2 separate regions of the Zea mays genome follow, and region 2 is linked to region 1. Evidence: chromatin contacts called from public Hi-C data. All regions are on one chromosome and are shown on one strand. Each heading gives the region's core, a stretch centred on a gene start, on an enhancer-like site or on the middle of the called end of the contact. The rest is flanking DNA. Distances are from core to core; before and after follow the strand shown.

What was found. Hi-C and Micro-C count contacts between places; a contact is called where the count stands out from the background.
Region 2: a contact with region 1 is called in a Hi-C map of tassel, with 4 times the contacts expected there. The contact joins the promoter of LOC100282408 here to the promoter of LOC100274322 in region 1. A contact is called at or near these places in 2 of 25 Hi-C or Micro-C datasets (ear and tassel).

What each region holds. Positions count from the first base shown.
Region 1 is chr8:20,577,603-20,580,742 of Zm-B73-REFERENCE-NAM-5.0, reverse strand. LOC100274322 (UDP-glycosyltransferase 74B1) reads right to left here and starts at 1,540. Exons shown (of 3, transcript NM_001360567.1): 1 at 790-1,540; 2 at 213-597. The coding sequence starts at 1,497.
Region 2 is chr8:21,298,913-21,302,148 of Zm-B73-REFERENCE-NAM-5.0, reverse strand. LOC100282408 (serine/threonine-protein kinase Eg2-like) reads right to left here and starts at 1,258. Exons shown (of 9, transcript NM_001155319.2): 1 at 1,001-1,258. The coding sequence starts at 1,039.

The DNA of each region.
Region 1 (3,140 bases), core at 291-2,790:
TCATTTTTCCTCATATATATATATATATATATATATAAGCTATATTTGGATACTCTAGTATTTAGTACAATGTATATAAGTTAAGGTAGATTAAGGTGTAAATTAGTTTAATTTACACCCGAAACCCCCTCAACCAATATGTGCTGAGATGAATACTATAGCATCCAAACAAGCCCGTAAGAGTAAGAGAATAACCATTTCCCATATATTACCTGTAGCTTTATGTGCAAGAACTTCGAGCTGTGGGCACCAAGAGACAACAAGGCCGCGCTCCTTGCACTTGTCGCGAAGCTCATCCGACAGCTTGTGTTCTTCATTCGACCTCACAACCCAAATGAATGGTTTGCCAGAACTGTACAGCCCGTTGCCAAGCTCTTCTAGCTGATTTTCGTCGTAATCTGAAACAGTTCCATAGGATACGAGAACTACAGAACGCGGACGCTGCTTGTCAAGCCAAGGCAGACATGAGTCGCTGCTGCTGAAGAGGTTGAATCCGTAGGCCTTGTTCAACGGAAAGCGGTCATCATCAAGGTAAAATGATGGCAACGTTGGGCCTATTGTCTTCGCGCGCCATGTTAGGGACATATAATCTGCCTCCTGCTCAGTTAATTAGCAACGCAAAAATGTGTCAAAAAAAGAAAATCAATCTTGTGATGGCGAAGTGGAATCAAAGGAAACAACAGAGCAATCATGGACTTGCTTGCTTCAGCAGCGAAAATTCACTTGAGCAAAACAGCAAACAGGTGCCGTGCCGGCCGTGGTGACGCGCGGTACGGTAACCTCTCTCACCGTGGGTTCGATGTCGCGGAATGAGTTGACGAGCACGTCGTCGGCGTCCTCCAGCCCCTCGAACTGCCGCACCGTCGCCCGAAGGAACACGGGGCACCAGTCTGGCCTGGCCGCGAACGGCGGCACGTCGTCGGGCCCGAGGTCGACACCCAGCAGCCCGCGCGCGAACAGCTCCTTCCCGTCCACCACGGGCAGCGGCAGCCGCCCCGCCCACACCTCCCCGTAGATGACGTCAACGGAGCACGGCTGCGACAGGAACGCCACCGCCGGCACCCCGGCCGCCTGCGCCACCCAGCGCGCCCACGGCAGGTGCGGGTCGTAAACCACCACGCGCACGGGCCGGCCCTCGGCGGCCTCCGTCCGGATCAGCTCCGCCAGCGTCTCCGAACCCACGGCCTCGAGCTGGCGATAGTACTCAGCGATGTCGGGGCACGCGGCCGCGCCGCCGCCGTCGAAGCCGTCGGAAATGGCTGCCACCCTGAAGGGCTCCCCTGGGGGCGGCGTGGTGGAGAGTACGTACCGGGAGGTGACGAGCGTGGGGCGGAAGCCGTGGTAGGCGAGGCGGCGGCCAAACTGGAGCAGCGGGTTCGTGTGGCCCTGCGCGCCAGGGTACGGCAGGAGCAGCACGTGTGCGCCGCCGCCGCCCCCGGGGCCGCTGGCAGCAGAGGAGGAGGAAGACGAGGTGGCGCTCGTGCTTGTGCTCCCCATGGTTTGTTGTCTTCAGCTTTGAGTTCGCACTTCGTAGTGATCAGAGCCTGGGCCCTGGAGTAAATAAATAAGGCGTTCCTTTGCTGTGGGTGGAGGCACAGCGGCGTGGCGCGCAAGTTTTCTCGTTCGTTGGAACTTGGAAAGTCGAAGTCGGAGTTGACCATTGACTGGTGTCGTAGCACGTTTTTTTTGGTTGTTGATGGAGTTGTCTGTCCAGCCTTTTCTTTCTTTCTTTCCTGGCTCCAAGCCAACAAAAATACGCTTTTCTTTTCGGAATTGCTAGCGTGGTTCCTGTCATCTTCGACTTTTAGTTGTCTTGTACCTCCGGAATTGCTAGCGTGGTTCCTGTCATCTTCCGCTTTTTCTTTCGGATTTGCCACAAAGACCACCTGACATAGCGACGCAAAATTTTTCTAAAACTTAAATTGTTTGAACTGCAATCTCTATGCTACTAATCTCGTTACCAAATAAATGGAATCTGTCTATGCCTTGTGCAGTCATGATTTGATTGTGGTCACTCCTCAAATATGTTATCTTTTTTATATCTGTGATGTTGTGCCATTATAGATTGCATCTGTCTATGCTAATTTTTTTTAGATAACGAAAACATAGTTCGAACTTGGTCTCAAACGAGGTTATGACCAATTATTACAACCGAAGGCAGCATATTGTCTTGACCCATCACACGATCTCATCAAAAACACCCAATACTAAATCAAAGCTACTACAAAGTTAAACGCAACAAAGATCTCCATCCGAAAATTGTGGAAATGTAGTAGCACCATCTCCACATTACGACATGAAGACTTTTATTAACTTTTGGTCCTCCCTTTTAGGCTAAAGCTAGGTCTAGAAGCAGGCACCAATAAGTTGTCCTAAAGATTACCTGCAAACAAGATTTAGGAGACCATTTATTGAAAACCACATCATTCCTGCTTCACCAAGTAGCCCAACGAAGTGCAAATGCAACAATTAATAGTTAGTGGCATGATCTTACCAGCAGCCCCCTCGCCCAGACCCCAAACAATTCATTAGCATCCCGAGGAGGTCTCGACCCCGTATTTATCTGTAACAAACGCCATATGAAAGACGCATATGAGCACCTGAAAAACAGATGTTTTATTGTCTCCAGTCTGCTACAAAAGCAATAGGTCTTATTATCATTCCAATTCCTGATAGCCAAGTTATCCTTTGTAAAAGTTACACCTCTTTTGATGTACCACATAAAACTTTTATTTTCAAAGGTATCTTAAGTTTCCAAAGTTCCTTGTTATCCACTTCCACCCCACTGCTGAGAGTTCCTAAACAGTAAACAACCCATTAGTAGTCAAGTTCCATCTAAACGGGTCCCTATTAATATCCAAATTAGTATGTGCCACCAGTGTCACTAGTTGAAACAACTGGACTCTCAACTGGTGTACCAAACCCCTACGAAAGGATATGTTTAAGGACACTGTTACGTTCTTCCTCCTTGCTAAGTTATATAGAAGCGAAAATCAATATTTTAATGCTTCCAACCCAAACCAATCATCCTCCTGGAAACGCACTTGGGACCTATCATGTGCTTGAAAGGTACCTTTACTGATGAATAAATCCTTAATTTTCATAAGGCCACTCCAAAAGTGTGAACATGTGGCCCTTTG
Region 2 (3,236 bases), core at 9-2,508, 720 kb before region 1:
CCCTCTACCATTAGAAGCTTAATCAACCATGAACACAAGAAAATAATTCAAATGCAGCGGAGTTCAGGGACAACCAGACCAGGAACAAAATGAAGAGTTAAAATCCCAAGGAAATGATCTCATAAATCCCATACTACACTCCAGACACAATGTATAACCACCCAAAATGGGACGCACATGGTTTTTCACGCATAGAGGTCTTACCCTAATCATCACTCCACAAAACGATATTGAGAAAATGGACTGCAGCCAAGGTACCAAACTCACAAGCATTAACGCAGTACCCTGAGAAACCATCATTAGAAGCTTAACCAGTCATGAAGCCTCGTTTACTAAGGAGTTGTTTGGGACTGATCGGCTGCATAAATTAGTGGTCAAACACTCCCAACTCCACCCCGTTCCGCTCCTGGAAAAAAACATGGAGTTTACCTCAACTCCAATTTGGTGGAGCAGCAAAAGAGGGGTTCACGAATTCATGTTTCCGCCGTCCTTTGTATTGGTACCAAATTAGCCACCATGCCACTAATTACATGACTACACAACGTACCGGTTCGTTTGTTCTATTCTGTTTTCTTTTGCTCGTTTCCCCGCCCAAGTTCATCCCAAACCTCATCGTCACGGTGGGGCTCGAACGCGGAAGTTACCTTGTAAACCAAACACTACAAACTCCATGGTGAAGCTCTAGTGAAGTACAGGAGTCCCAGACAAAGCAACGATATATTAATGTCACGCAAGAAAATAAGAAACGTATGTTTGACCCTATCGCGTCCACGAGTAGACGAGCTACAGCAGCCACACACGGGGGATACGGGTGGGGGCAGAGACGGAGAACACCCCCCACACCCCCAGATTCGACCAATTTGACCAAGGAACAACTACAATCAAGCACACCAATCGCTCTATTAACCCGGCAAATCCATGGCTACGCACGGAGGCCCCCCAACACCATCCGAGGGCGGATCCGACTAGGGGAGAGAGGGGATAGGGAACAGTAGTATACCCTGTCCTCGCTGCCGCGCGACTCGGTGGCGACCGCCATGGTTAGAGCCTGTAGGAGCGGCGCGGAGGGGGAGGAAGCGTGGGTGGGACGGCCGGACGGGGAGGGGCGAGTCGAGAAGTTTGAAATTGGAGGACGATCTGGGATTGGGATTTCTAAGATTTGGGCGGAGAACGCAACGGTCGAATCCTTGGCAGCTCGCCTCGCCCAGTCGCCCCGCGCCCGCTCGTGGTTTAGCTTGAAAAAAAAAAGAAGAAAGTCCACTCCAGGTCTTGTCTACATGCATATATGACTATTAGACCTGTTTGTTTGGTTGGAATTATAGAACTAAACCACGAGAGAATATTTAGTTATTTGAATGTTTATTTTGAAAACTAAATATAGTCAAATTATAGAACTAAAACTAGTTACTAAAAGGTCTTACATATTATTAAACTTAATTAATCTATAGTGAGCAAATATTTAATGTAACATGTAACATCAATTGAGCAAATCATATACTAGATTAATATGTTCGTCTTATCGTACAGTTCTCTAATTAATTTTTGCAATTAAAATACTAAAATTTAGTCGGGCAAACCAGAAAATGCTATCTAAAACAGCTCTCCTATCACATCCTCAAACTCACCTCCTGTTTAAATTATACTCTGCAAAAAACACTATCTATAATGCAAAATTATGTTTTACATGGCCATATACGTGATCTACTAAAGATAACCTTAGAATAGGTTGATATAGAATTTATTATGTATCAACTCTACCGATACATAACATCGCAACACTAGTAACTTGTTTGGGAACAAAGAGATTGAAAAATCTCTTATTATTCAAAATTGAAAGAAAAAAATGTTACTCACTCAATCCCCCAATCCATTTAGCACAAACATGCCTTAAAAGTACTATACATTATCAAATTTATCGGAGCAAATCTAAGAGACGACTGCATGGTGAGATATTGCCCCGGCCAAGTTTGAATCTTGGCTGTCGCTGCCTGCTTCGGAGCTTCCGCAGACGTATTGTAGTTCCGAGGAAGGGAAAGGGACGAACCGTACCACAGGTCTGTATTTGATAGAGGCGAGTAGGCGACTGCACGGGACAGGACAACACAACACAAGGAAGAGACTGACGTCGGCTGACCGAAACGGATCAGATCATTGGACATTGGGGCTGTGGCAAGGCAACCGCGCAAGCTCTGGCCACCCGTGCAGTACAATCTCTATCCAGAACCGCCTGTCGCGGTGCAGCAAAACGCCCGGTTTTTTTTTTTATTTTAGCCGTTTTCTCAAAAAAATCATGCTTAGCCCTCGATGTCGTTTTTAGATTCTTTTCTTGGCACAATAAACCACGGTGCCGAAGTAACGTGTCTTGACGCCGAATAATATGTCATAGAAGGGTGTGACAGATGACAAAAATCATGGCATATCATTTCACGTCTTGCCTTGGTATGTCGTCGAGATGTGTTACCTCGATATTATTATCTATGACGTCGAGTAAATGGTTCAAAATCGAGGCTTCAAACGTGATATTTTTTAGAAAATACTAAAATAAAAAAGGGCAAAATACATGCTGGTCATGTACTCTTGTTAGTACTGTTAGTACTGCATGAGATAACGCATGCTAGTGTTCCTTGTTGAGAGATCAGAATAGCAAGATTTGCGCGGTACAGAGTATATTTTGGCTGAAAAACCTGAAGCTCTTGGGGCATGTTTGATTCACTGCATAACTTATCATATTTTGTCTAATTTTTCTATCTCATATCTTTAATTTAATAGACTATCACTAGATAAATTATGGTGCAGTTAACCATGACCCAAATCTCTACTACTTATTAAGTAAGCAATAGTAGTCTGACTCTGACTGTTCTGCCGTTGACCGGTTCTGCCACCGACCCGTTCTGCCATCGACGGACAGCCGCGCGCGCGCCGCCAAAAAAATCTGAGCAACACACTAACGCTTTTAGTCTGAGCAACAGACAACACACACTAACGCTTATAAGCCACGTTTCGACGCTCTCCGTAGCCGGTATGGCACTAATAAAAAACCTCATAGCAGCGCCACGGTCACTACACGACGGTTGATCTTTAGCGACCCTTATTAGGTACCAACTGTTGGTTGCTAAAGGTTAGGGACCAACTATCAGTCGCTAAATCCTTTTGTAGCAACGGTCGGTTGGTCGCTAAAAGTCTAGAAATTTAACAACTTATGGTTGGTCGCTATAGATGTCGTCAGGGACTAACGG